Linked DNA regions of Sus scrofa: regions 1, 3, 4, 5 and 6 are each linked to region 2. A link is a contact called in public HiChIP or PLAC-seq and promoter capture Hi-C data. All regions are on one chromosome and are shown on one strand. Each heading gives the region's core, a stretch centred on a gene start, on an enhancer-like site or on the middle of the called end of the contact. The rest is flanking DNA. Distances are from core to core; before and after follow the strand shown.

The links. Promoter capture Hi-C pulls out the DNA fragments that hold promoters and counts their contacts. HiChIP or PLAC-seq counts read pairs in DNA pulled down with a chosen protein or histone mark.
Region 1: a contact with region 2 is called in an H3K27ac HiChIP or PLAC-seq map of skeletal muscle, with 5 times the contacts expected there. The contact joins the promoter of SFXN4 here to the promoter of TIAL1 in region 2. A contact is called at or near these places in 2 of 2 datasets of contacts at active chromatin or transcription factors (alveolar macrophages and skeletal muscle).
Region 3: a promoter capture Hi-C map of liver shows a contact between it and region 2, with 6 times the contacts expected there. The contact joins the promoter of SEC23IP here to the promoter of TIAL1 in region 2. A contact is called at or near these places in 2 of 5 promoter capture datasets (fetal liver and liver), 3 of 47 Hi-C or Micro-C datasets (epiblast stem cells, liver and skeletal muscle) and 2 of 2 datasets of contacts at active chromatin or transcription factors (alveolar macrophages and skeletal muscle).
Region 4: a contact with region 2 is called in a promoter capture Hi-C map of liver, with 4 times the contacts expected there. The contact joins the promoter of FAM45A here to the promoter of TIAL1 in region 2. A contact is called at or near these places in 2 of 5 promoter capture datasets (fetal liver and liver) and 2 of 2 datasets of contacts at active chromatin or transcription factors (alveolar macrophages and skeletal muscle).
Region 5: a contact with region 2 is called in an H3K27ac HiChIP or PLAC-seq map of alveolar macrophages. The contact joins the promoter of NANOS1 here to the promoter of TIAL1 in region 2. A contact is called at or near these places in 1 of 47 Hi-C or Micro-C datasets (epiblast stem cells) and 1 of 2 datasets of contacts at active chromatin or transcription factors (alveolar macrophages).
Region 6: a promoter capture Hi-C map of liver shows a contact between it and region 2, with 3 times the contacts expected there. The contact joins the promoter of GRK5 here to the promoter of TIAL1 in region 2. A contact is called at or near these places in 2 of 5 promoter capture datasets (fetal liver and liver), 2 of 47 Hi-C or Micro-C datasets (embryonic fibroblasts and mesenteric adipose tissue) and 2 of 2 datasets of contacts at active chromatin or transcription factors (alveolar macrophages and skeletal muscle).

Annotation. Positions count from the first base shown.
Region 1 is chr14:129,074,301-129,077,957 of Sscrofa11.1, reverse strand. SFXN4 (sideroflexin-4) reads left to right here and starts at 2,160. Exons shown (of 14, transcript XM_013983797.2): 1 at 2,160-2,659. The coding sequence starts at 2,621.
Region 2 is chr14:129,464,916-129,468,482 of Sscrofa11.1, reverse strand. TIAL1 (nucleolysin TIAR) reads left to right here and starts at 1,333. Exons shown (of 12, transcript XM_003133196.4): 1 at 1,333-1,863. The coding sequence starts at 1,832. It overlaps LOC110256777 (a long non-coding RNA gene), which reads right to left and starts at 2,300. Exons shown (of 2, transcript XR_002338744.1): 1 at 2,088-2,300; 2 at 1-1,683.
Region 3 is chr14:129,756,946-129,760,992 of Sscrofa11.1, reverse strand. SEC23IP (SEC23-interacting protein) reads right to left here and starts at 2,714. Exons shown (of 20, transcript XM_021073464.1): 1 at 2,460-2,714. The coding sequence starts at 2,622.
Region 4 is chr14:129,005,395-129,009,167 of Sscrofa11.1, reverse strand. It overlaps FAM45A (protein FAM45A), which reads right to left and starts at 1,959. Exons shown (of 9, transcript XM_013983795.2): 1 at 1,813-1,959. EIF3A (eukaryotic translation initiation factor 3 subunit A) reads left to right here and starts at 2,000. Exons shown (of 22, transcript XM_001928342.6): 1 at 2,000-2,243. The coding sequence starts at 2,195.
Region 5 is chr14:128,960,901-128,964,732 of Sscrofa11.1, reverse strand. It overlaps NANOS1 (nanos homolog 1), which reads right to left and starts at 2,422. Exons shown (of 1, transcript XM_001928298.4): 1 at 526-2,422. The coding sequence starts at 2,358. The coding sequence ends at 1,504. It overlaps LOC106506135 (a long non-coding RNA gene), which reads left to right and starts at 2,830. Exons shown (of 6, transcript XR_002338735.1): 1 at 2,830-3,832.
Region 6 is chr14:129,111,710-129,115,366 of Sscrofa11.1, reverse strand. GRK5 (G protein-coupled receptor kinase 5) reads right to left here and starts at 1,434. Exons shown (of 16, transcript XM_001928584.6): 1 at 867-1,434. The coding sequence starts at 918.

The sequences.
Region 1 (3,657 bases), core at 911-3,410, 390 kb after region 2:
ACTGTTGAGAACCCAGAGAGGGAAGCAGAGATTCAGCTGAGTTGGATTTATGACATACTTGTAGGTAGAGCCAGCAGAACAATACAGGTGTGCTAAATACTGTGTACAATAGATACATTCCTGGGTTACAGTTCACTGGGGAACAGTGAGGAGCATGCACCTTACCCACCTCTGGGCATCAAGGAAGTCTTCCTGGAAAAGGAGATGAAGTCTTTTATAAGTGAGCCAACTGGGAGTTCCCATTGTGGCTCAGTGGTTAATGAATTCCACTAGGAACCATGGGGTTGCGAGTTTGATCCCTGACCTCTCTCAGTGGGTTAAGGATCTGGCATTGCCATGAGCTGTGATGTAGGTCGCAAACGCAGCTCGGATCTGGCGTTGCTGTGGCTCTGGCATAGGCTGGTGGCTACAGCTCCGATTAGCCTGGGAACCTCCATATTCCGTGGATGTGGCCCTGAAAAGACAAAAACAACAACAAACTATAAAGTGAGCCAATTGAAGTGACCAAAAGTGGAGCTAAAACCCCAAGTGGGCCTGAAGCAAACCATGAGCGGGTTTCATGTTCCTGGCGGGGGAAGCAAGGCAAAGGAGAGGACAGGCCTGCTGGGTGTTAGTGGTCCGGGCTCAGCACTAACAATGGACCCAGTTCTGTGTTAGGGCTTTACGTGTTCTGTCGCATCTGATGCTCAACAAAAACAAAATTGGTGCAATTATCCTCATTTTCCAGATGAGAAAGACTGGAGGTACTGATTTGATCAGAGTCACACGACCAAGTAATGGATGGGCCTGGCTCCCTGACTCAGGACGCCGGAGGACCCCTAAACAACCCCCACCCACCCGGTGCTAAGGAAGAAGGCGAAGGTATATTTTTCTCTCCAAATGGGCCCTGCTTGATCTGGTATCCAATAGATGGAGCTAGATTTGCTCCAGCACTGAGGAAAAACCCTCGGGCAGAGAGCTAATGCACTGAAAGCAGGGCTAGCTTCACCGGCTGGTGGCAGGGGCCCACACTTAACTTAAAAGGGCCCAGGGGGTTTTGTTTAATGCTTTGACATCAGCTTTTGAAAATTCCTTTTTTTTTTTTTTTTCTTTGTATGGCCACACCTTTGGCATATGGAAGTTCCCAGGCTAGGGGTCAAATTGGACCTGCAGCTGCTGGCTTACGCCACAGCCACAGCAACATCAGATCCAAGCTGCATCTGCGGCCTACGCCACAGCTCATGACAACACCAGATCCTTAGCCCACTGAGCAAGGCCAGGGATCGAACCCATGTCCTCATGGATCCTAGTCCAGTTTGTTAACCACTGAGCCACAAAGGGAACTCCTTGAAAATTCTTAACCTTTTAAACTTTTTTTGTTCTTTTTTTATTTTTAGGGCCGCACCCACAGTATATGGAGGTTCCCAGGCTAGTGGTGGAATCAAAGCTGTAGCCACTGGCCTATGCTACTGCCACACCAGATCTGAGCTTTGTCTGTGACCTATACCACAGCTCTTTGCAATGCCAGATCCTTAACCCACTGAGCAGGGCCAGGAATCAAACACTCATTCTCATAGATACTAGTCCTTACCACTGAGCCACAAGGGGGAACTCCTCAATCTTTTCAAATTTTTATTTTTTTATTTTTTGCTCGCCACCCCACCCCCTCACGCCAGTGTACCTGGGCCAAGGAGCCAACTCTCGCCACCGCAGTGGCAATGTGGTAACCTTAACCCGCTGAGCCACTGGGAAACTCCTGCAGGTTTTTTTTTTTTTTTTTTTCCTTCTTTTTTAGGGCCAAATTCGCACATTTGGAGCTTCCCAGGCTAGGCGTGGAATCATAGCTACAACTGCTGGCCTACACCACAGCCATAGCAACACAGGATCAGAGCCCTGCCTGGGACCTACACCACAGCTCACGGCAACGCAGGAACCTTTACCCACTGAACGAGGCAAGGGATCGAACCTGCAACCTCATGGTTACCAATCGGATTTGTTTCCACTGAGCCATTAAGTGAACTCCTTTCTTTTCTTTTCTTTTTTTTTTTTTAATTAAGGGCTCCACATTTTCATTTTTCATTGGGCCACTCAAATTATGTGGCAGTCCTGACTGTCCATTCTGTGAAGTGAAGGGATTTTCGAGGGTACTATCTAAAAGCCTGGGCTGGGTGTTTAGACGCTGCAGGAGCCAGGGCGGTGGAGGGCGCCACGTGCGACCGGATCTGGTCTTCTCAGTAGGTACAGTGACAGGAGGGCTCTGATAGGTGACCCCCCCACCCCCCCGCCCCCAGGCCTGGAAGCGACCAGGCTACCCGGAAGAGCAGAGAAAGGTTGGGAGAACTTGGCGGGTGGGAGGGATGGGCTTGCCACGCTCGGGGCGCTGGAGCGTGGAGTCACCGAGCAGCAGGCAGTCGGGCCGGGAGTGGGAGGAGCGGGCGCGCGGGCCCAGGGAGCCGGGCCGGGAACGCGCGCGCCCGGGGCGGGGCTCGCCGCCCGGCTCCTCCTCCGCGCCCAGCCCGGCGACCGCGGCCTTTCCTGGCAGCGCTTAAGTCCCGGGAAGAGGAGCCCGAGGAGGAGGAGGAGGAGGAGGAGGAGGAGGAAGCACGGGGCCCAGGCGGCCGAGTGCAGCGGCGCCGCCCGCATGGAGCCCAACGTGCGCTTCTGGATCACTGAACGTCAAGTACGGCCTGGGCCCGGCACGGCTGGGGATGGGGAGGGCGAGGGCCTCTCGGCGTGGAGTCGCCGCTGGCCGCTGTGACCTTGAGAAGGCCACGTCGTCGCACCACCCGCCTTCCCATCACACCCCCTGGGACGGGAAGAAGGGAGACCCAAGCTTGCCGGATGCCGAGGGCCACGGCTGTAACCGTGCGTCGCCTCTACCCGAGGCCTGGCTGGGGAAGGTCGCACAGTGTCACCCTGCAGATCCCACGAACTGAGGAGTCAGTCTCCACCACTCAGGGGCCTGCCCTCTGCTGCCTAAGCTGTTGGAGAGGAACAGGTCCTCCCGGGAACCCCCAGCTGCCCAGTTGTGAGACCAGCCGCCGTCGTGGAAAAGTAACCCGGGCCCCGCCTCCAGGCAGTGGCTAGGGCGGCGCTGTCTAATTGAAGTAGGATGGGAGCTACAGAGATCATTAAAATCTTTCTAGTAAATGTAAATCTAGTAAATTAAAAATGTGGCTTTTAAAATTTAAATTTTAATAATATATTGCATTAGCCCAATAGACGGAAAATATTAGCATTTCATCATGTAATCGATATAAAAATTGTGAATGAGATCTTTTACATCCTTTTCTCTAGAAAGTCTTTGAAATCCTGTGTATGTTTTACACATACAGCACACCTTTTTGTTTTTTCTTTTTTATACTGTGTGGGAGTTCCCTTCGTGGCTCAGCAGTTGACAAAACCCGACTAGGATCCATCAGGGTGTGGGTTCGATCCCTGGCCTGGATCAGTGGGTTAAGGATCTGGTGTTACCGTGAGCTGTGGTGTAGGCTGCAGACGCGGCTGGGATCCCAAGTTGCTGTGGCTGTGGTGTAGGCCGGCAGCTGTAGCTCCGAATCGACCCCTAGCCTGGGAACTTGCATATGCAGAGGGTACGACCCTTTAAAAAAAAAAAAAAGCAGAAAGCCGTTAGGTTCCCCAAAATAATGTTAACTGTTTTTATTGTCGTAAATCTTT
Region 2 (3,567 bases), core at 84-2,583:
GCTATAAAACCGTTGCCCACCTTTCTAACTTAGCTCTCCAGATTCCTACTCCATGCCTTCCCCCACTTCTCCCCCCACCAAACCCATACACTTTTTTTACCCATGGGTCCTGGCCTCGGTGCCCCTTGACGTTCCCATTGACTCAGGGGGCTCAACTCTCTTCTCAAGGTCTTATGAAGCCTTCCAGGTTGAACCCCCCACTTCTTCCTCCCCATATTGACATTACAACGTTTTTGCTGCACGGTTGACCCCCATCACAGGATTAGGAGTCAGTGGTAGTGTTTATAAAACCAACTCTCAAGGCACAGTTTACCTGGGACCTTCTAGCTCTGGCAACAGGATGAAAAATCTTTCTTCGCCGTTATAATCCTTCACTTCACTAACCTACAAGAGGGGGTACGAGCTCAAAAGCATTCTCCCAAAGACGCTTGGGGGTGGGGTGAAGGAGTGGGAGCGTAGGGTGAACTGCCGCCGGTGAAAAAAACAAATTCTACAAGGTTACGTAGCCAGTTTGAACGGGGTTTCCCACATACTCGAGCAAGACTTCATTCCCCGTCCATATGATGGATGGATGGATGTCTGTAAACACAGCCTTAAGTCTGTGCACGTCTCTGCCCAAAGACTCACTCTAATAACTAAATGAGGGGCAGAAGGGCATTATCGCCCTCTTTACACCAACTCGATGAGTCATTTTAGTGGAGGGCTGCTCTTTTGACCCCCTTATCCGATGAGATAACGAATGAAGAAGCCGTCTACCCAGGGTAGAATACCTATTTGCGGGAAAACAAGCCCAGAGGAGGAATCGGCGGGCTGTTGAGAAAGCCGGAGGGGCCCCGGCGAGCGCAGCTTCCAGCTCAGCGCTGGGCCGGAGGAACCCCCCAGCCCCTCCGCCCGTCGCGCGGGGCGGCAGTTGGCGACCGCGGGCGGGCGGTTTTGATGAATAGAGGAGGGCCAGAAAGGCCTGCGGGCTTGGACGCCACGCGGAGCCAGAGCACGGAATTAGCCGCAGTTGAAGATACCGCTCTTGGGCTGGACAGAGGCGGAGCAGCAGCCCACGCTGAGCCAACAGAAGAGTCTTAAAATGCCTGAAGCAGTCCTAGGACAGCCCCCAGCGCGAGGCACTATGGGACTTGCAGTCTACTTCTCCGACGCCGCTTTTTCCCAGCTCGATTCCCTGCCTTTCAACGTCGCTTTTATTCTCTCCCTCCCCTCCCAGCACGCCGACTTCCTGGTCGCCGCACGTCTCACGTACGACTACACTACCCAGAAGTCTCTTCTTCGCTTCCCAGAGCGGCTCCGGCTCCTCAGGACTACAGTTCCCAGAAGTCCTCCGGGGAAGTGCTTACCTCTCTCATTTCCAGGACCACAATTCCCAGAGACTTCAGTTTTACGGCGGTTCTCTTTTTTCTCGAGTTCTTCTTGAGCTGGCTGGGTTTCGCTAGCCAGCCGGCGAGTAACGACGACGTGATCCGTCGTGACCGGGCACGAGGTTTCCTCAGTGGCCCCTTTTGTTCCCCACTCAGTTCTCCGCTTTTTCAGGCCGTCGCGGCTGGCCTGAGCGGTGACCTGGCGGGCCGCGCCTGCGCTCTGCCCCGTTTCCTGCCTGGCTGGTGGCGGCGGCCATTTTGTTCATCCTCCTCCTCCTCCAGCTCCTCCTGGTTGGAGCGCAGTGTCCGGAGCGGGCTGGGGGGAGAGAGCCCGAGAGCAGGGTTCGGTGCCTTTTCCTCTGTCCCCAGCCGGTGCCCGGAGCCCCCCTCCCCTTCCTCCCCACCCCCTCCCTTCCCCAGCCCTGCCCTCCCCCTTGTCCCGGGATCGCTCCGTCGCACCCACCATGATGGAAGACGACGGGCAGCCCCGGACTCTGTGAGTACCCAGACGGGGGGTGCCAGGCGCCTAGAGGCCCGGGCACTGCGGGATGCTATGGGAGGGAGCAAGAGAGCGGGGCCGAAGCCAGGACTCTCGGCGGCTCCCTAGCTGGGGTGGCGCGGACGCGAAGTGCATTCCTCATTTGTCCCTTTTTCCTTGGGAAGGAAGCCCTCCCTTCCCCCAAACACAGTCACTTCCTGGGGTCCGGGGCTAGTTTCGACCTTTTCCTCTCGCGCCCTTCTTTGCAACCCCGTCCTGAGCCGGGCTTTTGCACGGCAGAGTCTGTCAGGCCCGGGAGAGCTCCTGCTCCCCCTGTGCTTTGGGGGCCCTGGGCTGGGCCGGGAGCTGCCGGTCCCCACGGGGGCTGGGCCTGGTGGGGGTGGGACTGGGGGTGGGACTGCGGCCACATCCCCTGCGTGCTGCGAGGAATTAGCACTCACGCCCTCCACGTCCCCAGCTCCAGTCGCTCCCGGCTCTTCTCCCAAGCTAAGCTCTGCGAGGAAGCCGGACACTCTTCCGCCACTCAAGCCCCTACTCTCTTTCTGCCCCACGTGCCCCCGCCCACGCTGTCAGAAACACTCGCCAAGCGCCCGCTACTTTTGAAGTGCAAAAGGGATGCCTCTTGCCGCCGGAGCATCTTTCCTTTCTTGGATGACGAAGTTTACTTTGAGCGCTACCTACGCTAAACTGACAACCAGTTGTTAAACAGCTTTTTGCTCTATTGGTGCTACCTTCTCTATTACATACCTAATCTATTTCTGCGTCGAGCCCTTCGGAGTTGGATAAAATGATATTTTTATCAGCTATTCGATGTGTGTCTTTTGAGTGCTTTTTCTTCCACCTTGCTGTTGCTCTTTACCCTGAAGCCCAAATGTAATGAATGAATTTCATCTTCCCACCGCTTTCCTTCCTTTCCTAATGAAGAGTGATGACTCAGCGTTTGCATTCCTTTCCAACTAGTGTGGCACTCCTTTCTTTTTTCCTGCATTTTTTTTTTTTTTTAAGTGTGAGTCTAATTAAATGTGTTAAGTTGGGCACTGGGTTTTCCTCGCCTTACGAAGCTCAACACACCTGCTTCGAGTACAAGGAGTCAGTCAGAACGCTGCTTTTGTTTTCTCTTGGCTCTGCCTGGTGTTTATATGACCATAGTTCACTTGGCTCTGCTGTCTGATGGGGTAATTACTTTTTGGGGAATAGATGCAGGTGGAAGGGTGCTCAGGAAGTTTGACTAGTTTCTGATCTCTACTCCTGCCAAAGAAAGATTGCTCAGTCCAGAAAATAGATGTCTTATGTTCAATATTGATAGTTGGGATTTTCATTTTGTTGGGGCGGGGGGGGTTGCATTTTTTTTATTCCTATTTCTTTAATGTCTCACTAAAGTATCTGCTATACTGTTTTGAGAATTTGAGGCCAACTTAAGCACATCAAATACTTGAATGGAAAGCCTGCTTGGTAGAAGTTTTGTATTTATGTCCTGTGTTGTCTTCCATTTCTGCTCTATTTTCCCAGAAGAGAGAGAATTGGGACAAACATGAAGTTTGTCCCCTAACATCTGTTGAAGTCAAGACTTGGTATTTAGTTAGCAGTGTGTTCTTTGATGGAAGCATCTGGGAAAGCTGGATTTAGGTCTAGCTAGTATGTGTTTAATAAAGATAAAAGTTACATTGTATTTAAAAATCTGAAATGTCACCATTGCATCCT
Region 3 (4,047 bases), core at 1,465-3,964, 290 kb before region 2:
CATGTTTTCTCCAGACTTTTATATATGCCTGTCTCTCAAGACTCCCTCATTTTTCTTTCTTTCTTCTTCTTTTTTTTTTTTTTGACCACACTCGCAGCACACAGAAGTTCCTAGATCAGGAATCAAACCCGAACCACAGCAGTAACCTGAGCCACAGCAGTGATAACACCAAGTCCTTAACCACTAGGCCACCCAGGGAACTACAAGATCCCTAAATTCTATGTATCCTCCATCACTTGGCTCAAGAAGCACCTCCTCTGTGAGTCCCTAAAGGCCTGAGGGATGTCCTCTTGGCCAGCCTGACAGCCACAGCTCTCACAGCAGCCTAGCAATTATGTACACATGCAGTTCCTGCTGTGGTGCAATGGGATCGGCAGCCTCTTGGGAGCACGGGGATACAAGTTCAATCCCCAGCCTAGCACAGTGGGTTAAGGATCCGGCGATGCCACAGCGGCAGCCTAGGTGGCAACTGCAGCTCAGATCTGATCCCTGGCCAGGGAGCTCCAATTACTTACCCAGCTGGTTATACTGTGTCTGTATATACTGTACAGTCAGTAAGGGCGAGGCTATCTGCTCCTCTGTGTCTCCCTGACATCTGGAACAGGGCCTGGCAAGCAAGCTGCTCGATCCAGGTTGGCTGAATTAAGTTGCTTTCTGCGTGTCTCCTTCGCTGACATGATTAACTTTGCTTCCAATGTGACAGGTTTTCCTTCTGTCTCTGGAAATTCTCTGAATAGGCTTCTGATGACCAAATCTTTTTTCTTCTTCTTCTTTTTTTTTAGGGCTGCACCTGTGTCATATGGAAGTTTCCAAGCTAGGGGTTGAATAGGGTTGCAGCTGCCAGCCTATGCCACAGCCACAGGAACGCCAGATCCTTAACCCACTGAGCGAGGCCAGGGATTGAACACTCATCCTCATGGATGCTAGTCAGTTCTTAACCTGCTAAGTCCTAAAGGGACGCTCTCAAATCTTTTCTAAAAGTAGAAAAATATTTGCTAACAAAATTGCATTCTAAAAATTAATTTTCTTATTAAAATAATAAACTACCTCCAAGAAACAATAGTTTTCAGGACAAGGAAGTTATCCTGCACTTGACAAGGAAGATGTTTACATTTACTGATAGTAAAAGACACAAACAAAACATTATATAACAAGGAGGAAGATGGGCATGACCCAAACATTTGTGAAGCAGAGGATGACATGAAAATCTCATGTATGGCCTTATTTATTCCTGAAATCTCTCAAAGCATTCTGCTCCAGCAAACACCTGGCACTTCACCAAACATGGCAATGTCAAACCTTTCAGCCACACTATCAAAATAAGACATACATGTTCCTGATTCTCATCCTTTGATTCATTCATTAATTTCCTATTGAAAAAATTGGTCTACAGCATACCAGGCACTGCTCTAGGTATAAGTTCCTACTCTCATGAAGCTTACATACTAGTGGGATAAACTAAACAAATATGTGTACATGTCAGGTGGTGATAAACACCAAGAAGGAACATTCAACAAGGGGAGGGAAACCACCATTTATCGCTGCTTCCCGTTTGCCTTTCTTCACTTCTCCATGAAACTTTCCTTAGTCTTCCAAGCAAGAATAAATTATTCAATGGGAAAACATTCAGCATTTTCTGAGGATCTATGTGCTAGGCATAAATAAGTCATAGCTACAAACTATAGTCCAAACAGAGAGAAAGATGTTTATTTCGCAAACATTACATAACACTATATGCCTGACAATATATTCAGCGCTTTACAAAAATCAATGCACTTCTCATTACAGCCCTAGAAGGCTGTACATATATGGAAAATGAAGCACAGAGAGGTAAAGTAATATGCCTGAGGTCACACAGAGTTACTGGCAGGGCTAACGCTGGAACACGGTCCGTGTTCCTAAACACCAGCTCTGGGTTATGCCACATAACTGCTAAAAAGCAATCTCCCTAGACAATAATGATATGAACAAAAAGCTAAGGTGCACGTAGGAGCAGGGACCTAAGAGAACAAGCAACAGTTCCTTAGAGAAAGTGATGCACTGCCTTGAAAGATGTGTTCTGTACCTCTACTTGGCAAATACTATGTGTCTATCCTAAGAGAGGGTAGCTAGCTGTCAGTCCTAGGAGATATCCTACTGTATCCTAGTAGAGGGGGCACTATCTGTTTTCAGTCCTGCAAACACCTGGCACACCACTAGGTGTTCAACAAAAATCTGTGGAACAATGCAGGAGTGGCCAGCACTCAGAACAGAGGGTTCCTTCGACAAAGAGCTTGGTTCCTGTCCCCAAGATCCCAAAGTCCCAAGCCACTCAAACCTGGCCAGTGATGGCCCTGGCAAGCTACCCAGAGGGTCGGATCCAGGCAGAAGGAAACCTCCCGGCCGACCCTCTTTGCCCCACGCCCCCTGCTCACCTCCCCCCACACATTTGCCCCACCAGATCCCCCTCTCCTTACTACCTCCGGGCAAGAGCAAGGAGGCCGAGGCAGCGGCGGCTTGGGTGACCGGGATAAAGGGCACGTTGAAGCTGAACTCCGTGGCCGAGGAGGAGAAGAGTAAGTTGGTGCCCGACGAAGACGCGGAGGCGGCGCCGCCACCACCGTTAGGTTTCCTCTCGGCCATGGCTGCAGCCCACCGTCCGTTACACGTCTCCAACTGGCCGGTGCCGCACCACCGGCCGGAAACCGAACACAGTCGGGGCCAACACACTTCCGCACTTGCGCACAAGGTGCCGGAACTCCGTGCGGCTGGTCAGCTGTAGTCTCCTTACCCCTCAGAGGCTGCCAGAGATCAACATGGCGGCGCTGGCTTCACGCCCGCGTCCTAGCACGTGACACCCTCGACCGCAGGCCGGGTGTGGTGGAAACGCTGGTCCAGGCTGGGGCAGGAGTGTGGAAGGAGTGCTTTGGGTAGTTGGTTAAGGCATGAACTGACGCCGAAAGTCTCGGGTTGCGGGGGTGCTCTGGGCGTCCTAAAAGTATCCACAGGGGCGGTTAACTGGATAACTGAAGAATTGCTGAAGCCGGCAGGCGCAGGTACCAGACAGAGGGAAGAAAAAGTGTGGGCCGTTTGTAGCAAAGGTCTAGCCAAACACAGCCACTCTAGCACACACATCTGACCCGCCCACGCGTCTTCCTGGGCTGGACTGAACTCTTGTCATTAGCCAAAAAATAGAAATGGTAAAACTTCTGAAGTCTTTACGCCAAAGGAAAGAAAAAAAAATGTTTTTAAGAGAAACTATGGAGTTGACATTAGGCATGTGACTTTTTAAATAGCTTTTTAATACCTGTCTACAAAATCCGACTAGGTTATTTCTAAAATGCACTGTGGATAATTTGGATATAAATGTAATCTTTCACAAAGTTAGAGATTATGAAAGAAAAAATAACTATCAACCTCTCGGAGTGGGGGAGGGGGGATAAAGAAATCCCAAAAGATTTCATTGGGCATAATGAAACTACTCTCTCCCGTAGCTGTTCACACCTATATAGTACCTGTTTATTAACTAATTCAATAACGATGTAATGTGCTTACTGTCAAAGAAAAACAAAGCCAGACACTAGTCTAAAGCAGTAAGGATAAATTTTATTCAGTAATAACTATTGCGTTAGGGAAGTGGGTGCATCATGAACTGAACTGAACTTCCCCAAAGCAAAAGGCTGTGGGATGTGCTAAGGCAAAGGCACTGAGGGTGCCACAGGGTGTTGGTCCATGTCACTGGTCCACCTGGGTTTGTTAATTGGCACTTACCAGCAGGAGAAATAAACTTTCCATATCTTTATGACAGGCAGTGGTACAAGTGAGAGCAAGGTACCTAGGAGGCTGGGAGGAGACAGCTCTCAGGTCCTTGAGAAGAAGTTCTGAGTGACAAGATTTATATCTCGAAGGGGCGAAAGGATTTGTCATTGCAGCTTTTTAAAGTAACTGCTGTAAGGGAGGTTGAGGGGGCCATATGCCTATCACCTGGTTTGGATTGGAAGAGTAAATTCCCCTGGCAATGATGGCCTTTCTTAGGCAGGGATTTTAAGGTGGACAGGGTTCATCCTG
Region 4 (3,773 bases), core at 710-3,209, 460 kb after region 2:
AGCAAGGCTAGGGATTGGACCCCCAACCTCATGGTTACCAGTCAAATTCATCTCCGTTGCGCCACAACAGGAACTCCCCTGAAATTAATTTTAAAATAAACTTTTTTTCAGAATTTGTAATTTTTTTAAATGTCTGCATTTCCCAACTTTTCTTTTTCTTGACAGGAAAGTAGGAATTTTTTTTTTTTTTTTTTTTTTGGTCTTTTTAGGACCACACCAGCAGCAATGTGGAGGTTCCCAGGCTAGGGGTCAAATAGGAGCTGTAGCTGCTGGCCTATGCAACAGCCACAGCAGCACGGGATCCGAGCTGCTGTCTTTGACCTACACCACAGCTCATGGCAACGTGGGATCCTTAACCTACCGAGCTAAGGCCAAGGGATCAAACCCTCGTCCTCATGGATGCTAGTCAGATTCATTTCTGCTGGGCCGCAAGGGGAACTCTGGAAAGTAGGGTTTATTGATGGGCATAAGGAGGACATGAGTGCAGGGCCCACCATTTGTCCAGGCGCCACCGTTAGGGATCTTTTGACCACAAAGCCATCCGGGATAAGCTGCTTTTCTGTCACCATGTTTTCAAATTTATCCTCATTATACTTAGTACATCTCCACTTCTTGGAGATGTGGCTCTTCTGGCGGCCAGCAAACTTGAACTTGGCCTTGCATAGGGATCCTTGTTCTGCAGCTTTGGTGCAGGTGGACATTATAACTTGAGCAATGTGGACCCTGGCCACTGTGCCCTGGGCTTTGCAAAGGCACTGGGGCATACCTGTCTGGAGCCTACATAGGGGACAGCATGCCTATCATGAATGTCCACTGGAAAGGGTTGTCTCCTATATCCCCTAGGGCAACCCAGACAAGCGACAAACTGCAGACATCACCTGGCAGGCTGCTGTTTGCAGCCACTGCACACAGGGCCCCAACAAAGAAAAGAGAAATTTTCTTTCTTCACAGTGATAAAGTTAAATAGAACAATCTTTTTTTATGAGGCAAAGGAATGCAGGGGAAATGCTTTCTGTGCGCAGGTACTGTAGTTTCCTCACTCCTTAATGTAGCACTCTCTCAATTCACATATCCCATCTATTATTACAAAATGCGTAATAAATTTGCAACAATTTATTCCACTGGTGCTTTCTGAATTTTTCTTCTGAACTCATCTTAATTTCACACAAGGCTTGAATGGTTAGCTTCAGTGTAAATGGCTTTCAAGTTCTACGTACAATGTTTTCACATTAAAATTATTAATCAATAATAAGACTGTAACAAAGGGCCTGTTATATATGGATTTTTTTCACTAACACTCATTTTTCCTACATGTGTTTACGATATGTGCTGAATATAAAGGCAACAACACTCGCATATATTTTCAAATATTTTGAGGGTCTGTTTTGCTGCAGGTCTTTTTGTCCCCTGTCAGACTGTTGTTAACAGTCTATTCCCATCCTTCAGGTCTCGGCTCAAAACTCGCCTTCTCTGAGGGACCAGGCAACCTCTGTGTCACCAGCTTTAAAATTTTACCTAGATATGAAATAAGATCGCTTATTTGTTTAGTTATTTATTACATCCCTCCTCATGCTAGTCTGCCATGTGACAGGTCACCACAATCTCCCAGTGGCAAGTATTGCTGGCCTAATATCTGCCCAACGTATTTTTGTTAAATGAACCAATCTGGCAATTAATGCAGCCAAGTCAGGCCATTCCCTAGGCAGAGCGACCTGACGGTAACTTCGAAAAACTTTGCATAAATCAAGTTAGGGACGACTCTATGCAGACACCTGCCTTCTCGCCAGCCAGAAGCTCTGACCCAACTCTCACCTTGCCCACTCCGATTTTCGCTCCAGGAGCGAAAGGCCTGACAACCGGCTCCCTAACGTTTCCCAGCGGAGTCCCGAAGAGGCGACGGAACTCAAGGACGCCTGCCATCGCCACGTCAGCGGGCACGCGTGACGCCAACGCGCCTGCGCGCGGGGAGAGGCGGTGCGTGCGCGGAGACCCGCCTCTACATCCGGGGCCTCGGCGGCGGCGGCGCCGCCGCGCGGGGGTCACGTGGCTTCTTCCTTTCCGTCTCTGGCCGGCTGGGCGCGGGCGACTGCTGGCGAGGCGCGTGGAGCCTCGCGCTGGTTCCCCTTCGTCTCCTCTCCCGGCCCGGGCCCCTAAGGAGTTCGCTAACGCCGGGTGAGCTGAGCCTGCCGCCAAGATGCCGGCCTACTTCCAGAGGCCGGAAAATGCCCTCAAACGCGCCAACGGTGAGTAGGGGATCGGGGCGCGCCGGGCTGGGGCGGCCCGAGGCCTGGGAGGTCGCGGGGCCGGGGACTGCTTCTCTCTGCTCTGCTGCCCGCCTGCAGCTGCACAGGAGGCCGATGCGGCCTGCCCGCCACCGACCCAGCCCGTGGTTGGGCATGTTGCCTCTTTCGCTCCAACCGACGTGGGGGTGAGAGGCGCGCAGCCCGGAACCGTCGCTGTGGGGACCCTACTTCCCCCCGCCGCCGTCTGGGCCGCAGCTCCTGGGACAGGCCTACCCGGGCCGGAGCTTCTCCCTTCCCGCCTCCGCTTGCCCTCCAGACCACGGGCTTTCTGCTGAGGCTCCGCGCCCCCGGCCGCCATCTGGGAGTGCCGGGGAGGAGGAAACATGGCTCCCTCCCGGGGACAATGCACGCGAGAACCTCGACTCCACCTCCCGTCCGGCCGGGAGCCGGCGGTCCCACCTCCGGCCCTCCCGCTGACACCTCCGGGCGCCCCCCCCCCCCCAATCTAGCGCCTCGCTCTTCTGGGTCAGGGTCCACGTCCCTTTCCCCTCTGGCCACTGTCTCCTCTTCGGGGACTCTGACCCATTTAACTGGTTTCCTGTGTTTTCTGGCATTGATTATTGGCAGTCAGCAGCTTACTTCGACTCTCAGAAGTTGGGACAGAGTTAATACTATGAGAGAGACTTCAAGTTCTCTCGTAAAGATAACGAAAGTGAGGCCTAGAGAGACAGATTTGTCCAAGGTCACTCTGGGAGTTAGTTGTTGAGCTTGGAGACCAAACCAAGGTTTCTTAACTTCCAGATCGGTCTTTTTTTCCCCACCATGGCACTGCTGCTTGCGATTTTTATTTCCGTTTGTGTACTTAAGCCACTGGAGCTTTTGGGAAACTTGTGTGTGTGCCGGTCTATTCAAGAGGCATTTATTACGTTGACGTTATGGAAGTGCAAATCTAATATACGTGCCTCTGGTCTTAAACAACTTTTATTATTATTTAGGGCTTATAAGTGTTAGTGTATCCATTGCTCATATTTTCACCTTTCCTCTACTCAAACAAGGGTTGGTTCTCATCTGTACTGGAGATGAATATACCGTGTCAGTCACAGTTTTATGCTTGCGAGCTTATTTTGTTAGTTTGAAAATCCTCTTATGAAAAGGTCAGTTTTAGTCTGTATACAATTATTACTACTGATAATCTGTCAGGGCTAGAGATCTCTTTGTCACATGCTTGTTATTTTAACCAGAAGTAACAATTTGGGGGAGACGTAACAGTCTGTGGAATAGGATAATGCCACATTCTGTGGAATAGTGTAATTGTTTTAAAAACCAATTATTAGAACAGGCAAGAAGTTTAAGGATGTTGATTAACTTGTAGGAAAGAAAATAGAGTGAAATGGAGATTTAACCCTACAAAATAAACTAGCAAAGTTTGGAAAAATTCTTTTGATGTTTTGAAATTTAGAGAATTATTATCAGGGTATACCAAATGGCTTTGGTGAAATTACCGCTGTAATTGCCATGGCAGATCTGTTT
Region 5 (3,832 bases), core at 1,173-3,672, 500 kb after region 2:
TCTCCTGGAACCTTTGTACATTTAGACTAAATCTTGCTGGTATTTTCAGACAGTGATTTTGTACATTTCAGATGACCTCCTTGTAATTCATTTCCATTTTTGCCTCCGGATGTCTTGTTGGTAGATACGGTGTGGTATGCACTATGGTGAGACAGAAAATGAGGGTGGAGGTTACGGGAGGAGGAAAGCACCTTTGCCTAAGGATTAGGTTTAATCTCACTATTATGGATAACTGGTGGGATTCCAGGAAGGGACAAGTCCTCTTCAGGGAGAATGGGAGTGTTGAGAGACTGTTCCTTGTCTCCACACACCCTATCCCCATGCCCTCAGTTACTTTAATTAGTGTTTATATAGGTCTGAGGAGGGTCTGTGATGTTTAAAGTCGAGAGTCCAGAGTGGCACCTCCCTGAGCACAGGTTATTACATTAACCTTCCAGAGCTCAAAGGATTCCATCTTACATTTAGTTCAAGAGGCCACAGCTGGAATGAGCCTTCCACTATTTAGGAACACTGGAATTGAGCATCAGAGTGCATACGGCTCCATTTGATCTTCAATAATCAAATATTTTTGAACTAGAAATGGCGAGGTGGAGGTATACAGACAAAAGGCCAAGTACCAGAGTGAAAGACAAGATTAATGAATTCATATACTGTTACTGTATAAATACACAAATTCTTTTAAACAGCACCATTTCCAAGTGTATACACAATATTATATAACCTGGCACGACTTTGAAAGATGGGAAACGCTAGTTGCTCGTTCAGTAATAAAAGATGTGGTACATAAAAGGATAAGGAGCTGTATTCTACCTGCCACAGATTGTACATCTTTACACCTCCAGCTAGGACAGAAACAAGCCACGGGGGGAACACCCACCCAAACTAACACTGGAAAGTTTACTAAGCCTTCACTTAATGATGCTACCAGGCAGGTGAGGGTTGCTTCACCTGGAATTAGAATAACTGATTAAGGACAACAGAAATATTATTACTTGTTTCAAACAATAAAAGTCATTTTGCTGACATTCCATAAAATCGCCAGTTAAGTTCAGTTTAGAGGCTTTTAAAAAAATATTCTAGGCCTAGTAAAGTGCCTCCATTCATAAAATTAAACATCCAAGATTAGATTGAGACAATTTCATATACTGATGCGCATCTAAAATAGGTTGACGTATAGAGTAAATAAACACTTCTAAGTTGCCACATTTCAGTTAGTGGAACGAACACCCAGCCTTCACCGTCTGGATGTGCACAAACTAGAGATAAACAAATCAAGATTTTAGCTTCTAGTCTTAAGCGCTCTTCGACAGGAAAGGACTCAGTACCGCCGGGTTCTTTTGAAAAAAAAAAAAAAAAAATCAGTACATCTCAAGTTCAACCAACAGCTGAGCTCCACGCTCCTCAGCAGCGAGAGAGAGAGATGGTGCGCAGGCCAAACTAGACATTGGGCAGGCGGCGACCCTGGTGGCGTCAGGTGGCAGTAGCAGACCGGAGTCCGGGCCCTCAGCGCAGCTTCTTGCCGGGCAGGCCGTCCCTGACGCTGCGCGGCGGCGGCACTTTGGAGAGCGGGCAGTACTTGATGGTGTGCGCGTTGTCGCCGCTGGCGCCGCACAGGGGACACGTGTAGCGGCGCAGCACGGGGCACAGCACTCGCCCGTCGGGTCCCTTCAAGATGTGGGTGGTGTAGAGCGCCACCGCCTCCTTGTTGTTCCGGCAAAACACACACACCTGCAGCTCGGGCTTGAGCAGCCGGGCGCCGGCCGCCCCAGAGGCTGCGTGCAGCCGGGGCTCGGCCGCCCACGCCGGGGCCCGCTCCTCGCGCGGTGCCGCCTCGGCGGTGGCGGCAGTGGCGGGTGCGCAGCCCAGCAGCACAGCGGTGGCGCGACCCGCGAACGGGCTCAGCTCGGCGAAGCGCTCCTCCAGCAGCCCGGCCTCCGAGGGGTCCGCGCACAGCTCCAGCGCGCGCAGCTCCAGCGTGCCCCCCAGGTAGCGGCCCCGGGACCCCGGCTCGTCGCTGTCGTCGTCGTCGTCCTCGTCGTAGTCGGGTGGCCCCAGCGCGGGCCCCAGCGCCCCAGGCCCGGCCCCCGCGTGGGGGGAGCAGCACGACGAGGAGGAAGAGGAGGGTGGGGAGCCGCCGCCGCCGCCGCCGTCCTCGCCGCGGGCGCAGCCAAAGCGCGGCTCGCCGTCCACCGCCTTGGTGATGAGCGTGGCGAGTCCCAGGTAGTCGTTCCACGAGCTGAAGGGTTGCGGGTGCGCCGGGCCCTGGGCGCTCACGTAGCGGGCGCTGGGCACGAGCGCCATGGGCGGGGGGACGCGGCCGCGGCGGGGCGAGCGGGGCGCCCAGGGGAAAGCCTCCATGGGCGGGCTGCGGGCCGCGCGCGCCGCCTCCCCGCCGCCGGCGCGGGCCGGACGGAAAGGACGCGCCGAGCCTGCCCGCCGGCCTGCAGCGGGGTGGGGCCGCCTCGCTGCCTTTTATCGGGCCCCGCTCCTCCCCGCCCCCCGGCCTCGCTGCCGCGGCCCTGCCCCTGCGCTCCCCCGCCCCGGCCACCTCGCCTGCGCCCGGGACTGAGGCGGAGCGGAGGCGGACGCGGACGCGGACGCGCTGGGGGGGGCGGGCGGGCAGTGCGCGCGCTCCGCTCCAGCCCGCGCGGCCCCCGAGCCCCCAGCGTTGCGCCAGCCTCGCCAGCTGCCGGGCGGCTTTCATTCTGGAAGGGGGTGGGCGCGGCGCCGCCTCGGGCCGCGGCGCTAATTGGCTGCGGACCAGAGCCCCCTGCGCCACGGGCGCCGCTCCGGACGCTGATTGGTGAATCCCGGGGAGGGGGCGTGCCCTGCCCGCGCAGCTGGGAGGGGAGGAGAAAGTAGGCGAGAGGAGCACGCGAGCGGCGGCCGCTGGGGCCTGTCTTCGCCTGAGCTTTGAGGCCTGGGTTTGGAACAGGTGACCAGGCCTGGATCTTCCGCGGCCGGGTGGTGAGACCCACCTCCAGCCTTTAGTGTCCTGGACGAGCTTCTGCCTTTTGAGAAACCCCTTCTCTTCTTTCCTTCTCACCACAGCATCAGCGAGCAAAGCTGTGGGGAGGCAGGACTTGGCGCGATCTAAGGATGCAGTTTTCAAGTCAGAACCGCCCAACAGCCGAGTAACTTCCGTTTGCACGGTGCTTTGGAGAGCTTTCCACTGGGTGAAATCCTCGCGCAGACCTCTGAGGTTCAGAGAGGTTACGATGGTTTTTGCCTAGGAAGTAGTGGAAGGACGCAGGGCTTTCCTACAACACGCAGCACCTCCCAGCAGATGTTCTGATACCCTGGTGGACATTAGCTAGTGACTTAGGTAGGAATGAGGGCTAGGCCAGAGAGTCTTCCAGCCTTAGGACAGTGATTGGTGTGTGGGTAGCTCGTCACTCCCGCCCCCTCCTCCGGGGTTCATCTCTATTAAAATCTGAGCTGTATGTGCAGTTTGAAAAACAAAGCATATTCAGCGTCACTATTTAATACTTTGAAATGCATAAAATATTTTTGTAGAAACAATGGAAAATAAATCGGAAGATTTTTGATTAGATGGCTGTGAGGTGGTCATGCCCTTCCCAGGAGAAAGGGCAATACTTTTTTTTTTTTTTTTTTTTTAAATGGAAAGTAGGAAAGGTATTAGCTGCTGGAAGCATTCTTTTTTTTATTCCATATACTGCCCCCCCAGCACATGGAAGTTCCAGGGCCAAGGATCAAATCCGAGCTGCAGCTGCAACCTACACCATGGCTGTGGCAAAGCTGGGTTTTTAACTCTCCTGGGAGCATTCTTGTAGGGTACTGTGGAACAAGGAAAATGCCTCCTCTGGTGGCT
Region 6 (3,657 bases), core at 185-2,684, 350 kb after region 2:
TTTTTCTTTTCTCTTTTTCCCATCTCAAGGAAGAGTCAAAAAGTGTTTATATTCTTGACTTGGAATCTTACCCACTCCATGAAGATATTCCCTACCAGCCAAGTGCAGAAAATCTAATGATTTGCATCCGAAACGCATCAAGCATCAGCACACTTACCTTTCTCTTCTTAACTGAGCCAAAAAAAAAAAAAAAAAATTCACTTATCTCTCCCCCTCCCCAAAGGGGGAAAAAAAACCTACCCCTGAAATCCTTCATTATTTTCTAGGTGATCTGTACAGTCACTCTCTCTTGTCACTGTATGAACAAACGAATTCCTCAACATCTTACTTTGCCATTAAAAGGCTTCTTTCCACACGACGGGATTTCCCTAAGAAACATTCCCAGCGGATGGTTTCCAGCAATAGCCTATATCAACTCTGCCTGCGCAAGCAAAGACTTGGCTTCTGCTAATTCCACCCCCACCCCCAGCGCACACCAATTCACTCGCACAACCATCCTGGGCCGACTCGAAAAAGCTATTTCACTTGCATGTTTGCCCATCTCTTCCTGAATGAATGCTTTTCCAACTGACCTTTCAACAGCTGCCGAGATGGCACGATCTGCTAAGGTTAGAGCTGGAAACTAGGGGATATTTTAGCATCCTAATCCCTGCAACCTCAACGTTTCTCCTTCTCTGCCCAAGTCCAGATTCCCTGAGCACTAGGGCAGGAACCCTGAAGTGTTTGCAGAGCAGCTCTCTGAGGTGTCCTGCTTGCGACCAACTCACTGCGGGCATCCTGCATACTCACAGCCCCAGCCCACAAGCCGCCCGACACCCGCACCCCGGCCCGCGGCGAATGCGCCAGGCACCAGCCCTGCCTCTTACCTTCCCTGGCTTTCAGCAAGACCGTGTTGGCCACGATGTTTTCCAGCTCCATTGACAGTCGGCGGTCAGCGAGGAAGCCGGCCGGCGGGGCTGTCAGCTCCTAAGGGTGCTGCCGCTGCTACTGCCGCTGCTCGGGCTGCTGCCGCTGCTGCCGGAGCCGGGAGCAAGCAGCCCGCCTTGCCTACCGCATTATTCCGGCTCTTATCCCTCGGAGTTTTCCCCCTCTGCAAAGAGGAGCCGCCGCCGCCGCTTCTTCCTCCCTCTGTGTCCCCCCTCCCCCCTCCCTCAACTGTCTCCCCCCACCCCCCACCCTCCGCGTTTCTCTGTCACTCCATTCTCCTCCCCTCGGGCTCCCTCGGATGCTTTAATGCCTCGGATGCTTCTGCCTCCCCTCTGTCCCTCCCGGGGGTGTGGTACTAACTGGCTCGGGCGGCTGCACAGCGCAGGCGCCAGGATGGGCCGCGCCTCCCGCCTCGGCGCTCGCGGCGCGGGGCCTGCTGGGACTTGTAGTACCAGAGTCCACGAGCCGCCCTGAGACTTGTACTCCGAAGGCGGGCGCGGATAAGGGGTGGTCCGCGGCTGCGGAGGGTAGCGGGAGAAGCAAAGGCAGTCCGGCCGAGCCGGAGCCCCGGATTCGCACGTCCACGCCCGGGGCTCCGGCTCGCCCGCTTCCGGCCCTCCCGAGAACCCAGAAAGCGAAGAGCACGGACCACGGCGGCGGCGGCGGGCGAAGTGCTGCGGCCGGGCAGGAGCCGGTGCGGGTCCTGGGCGCCCCTCGGAGCGTGCCCGGGGTTGGAGGGAGGTCAAGCCAGCCCAAGCGCGCGCTGCACCCCCCTTCCTCCCGGTCACGCCGGGCCCACGCGGGGGCTGCAGCCCAGAGGCGGTGGCCAGGCGCGCCCGCGGGCCCTGGACGCGGCGACCGGCCACTGTGCGCCGTCTCAGACGCACACGCGCTCGGTTGCTGACAAAGGTGTACTTTGTTTCCTCCGAGGGCGCGAAGGGGTCTATGAGTCGGCGGCGACTCGGCACCGGCAACCGCGCAGCCCGAGCGCCCCCTGGCGGCCTCGGGGTGGATGTGCAGCGGCGAGTCCACGCGGACCGCGGCACCACCTCCTGGCCCTCTGCGCCTGGAACCTCCCGCGCTGCCGGGCTGCAACTCTCGGCGGGGCGGGGGGCGTGCATTCCGGCGTGGTAAGCGGCTGGTCCTGTTAATAACCTGCCTTCCAGCACCCGAGGCCCGCAAATGACCGCTCGTCATTACATGCAAACTCATTCCCATCAATAAAAACACAGATGGAATCGCTGGAGTCAGGAACGTTAATAAGAAACAGCACCCGGCCGGTATTGGGAATTAGTTTTCAAATTCTTTGCCTATTTATCTTGGGGCTCTTAGCGCTTTTCCACTGTATGTTCAGGACATCAGACCCCAGATCTGCGCTCAGCGTCCCTTGCTTCGTCTCAAGGCCCCCGCTCCTGGGAAATGGGACTTGGGACACCTGGGGTCTGCGATGAGTTATCCTCCAGTCTAGTTGAGGGGAGGGCTGGCCCTAAGGAACAATGAGGCCTTTGCCTCATCTGCATCCTGAAGGCCGGATATCCGTTCAGAAGTCGGGCCCCGGGCCTTCTGTGTCCTAAAGGAGAAAGCCTTCCAACCCCAGGGTTGCCTGGAAGTGGGAGGGAGGCGCCCAGAGAGAGAAAGGGAGAACAATTATTGTGCACTGGAGAAAACAAAGAAATGAATAGACTCTCCAGGCCTTGGAAACGTGGACGGTCACTGATTTAACAGCGCAGGATTGTCTTGTTTCGTGGTAGAGTGTACCCACCACCACCACTTCCTTGTATCTGCATATGGGTCAGTGGGTCTCCCTGGGCCTCACAAGTCTTGTCTGCAAAGTGGGGGCAATAACAGTTGGCTTGTCAGAAGGCAGGGAGCAGAGCAGATGACACCTCAGGCATCTTCCACTCTAAGAAATTATTCGAAGCATCCCAGCCTTGGCCTTGGCTTACATGTGCACCTGCCCAGAGCCCTAACTTACAGTGAAAGATTCTCTCAGACAGAATCCTAGAGCTGGCAGTATCTCAGAGCTCACCAACCAGTGGGCTAAAATTGAATACCTTTAGATGGCTAGTGCTCCACAAAGGCCTTCTCAAACTTTCTTGTGCATACAGATCACCTAAGGGATCTTAAAATGCAGCTTCTGTTTCATTTGGTCCAAGGTGGATCCTGAGAGTCAGCCATTTCTAACGAACTCCAAGCTTCAGTCAATCTTGCTGGTCCATGGACCACACTTTAACAAAGCTCAGCAGTTAACCATAATCTCCACTACTCTTTACTCTCTTTCTTTTTCTTTTCTTTTTTTTTTTTTTTTTTTTAAAGGCCAAACCTACCACATATAGAAATTTCTAGGCTAGGGGTCAAATCAGGGGTGCAGCTGCCGGCCTATATCACAGCCACAACAACGCAGGATCTGAGTTGCATGTGCTACCTACACCACAGATTGTGGCAACTCTGGATCTCTAACCCACTGAGCAAGGTCAGGGATGGAACTCGTATCCTCATGGATACTATGTCAGGTTCTTAACCCATTGAGCCACAGTGGGAAGTCCTCTATTGTCTTATACTCAGCCTAAATCACCAGTGATTTTTACCTATGTGAAAAATTTATGGACTACTGAGTTTGCAACCCTGGAAAATCCCTGCCTTCCCAACCCTCCTCTTCATTTTATAGATGCAAAATATACCCTTAGAGAATAAGTGGGTTCAGCATGGTCACTCAGCAAATGAAAGTCT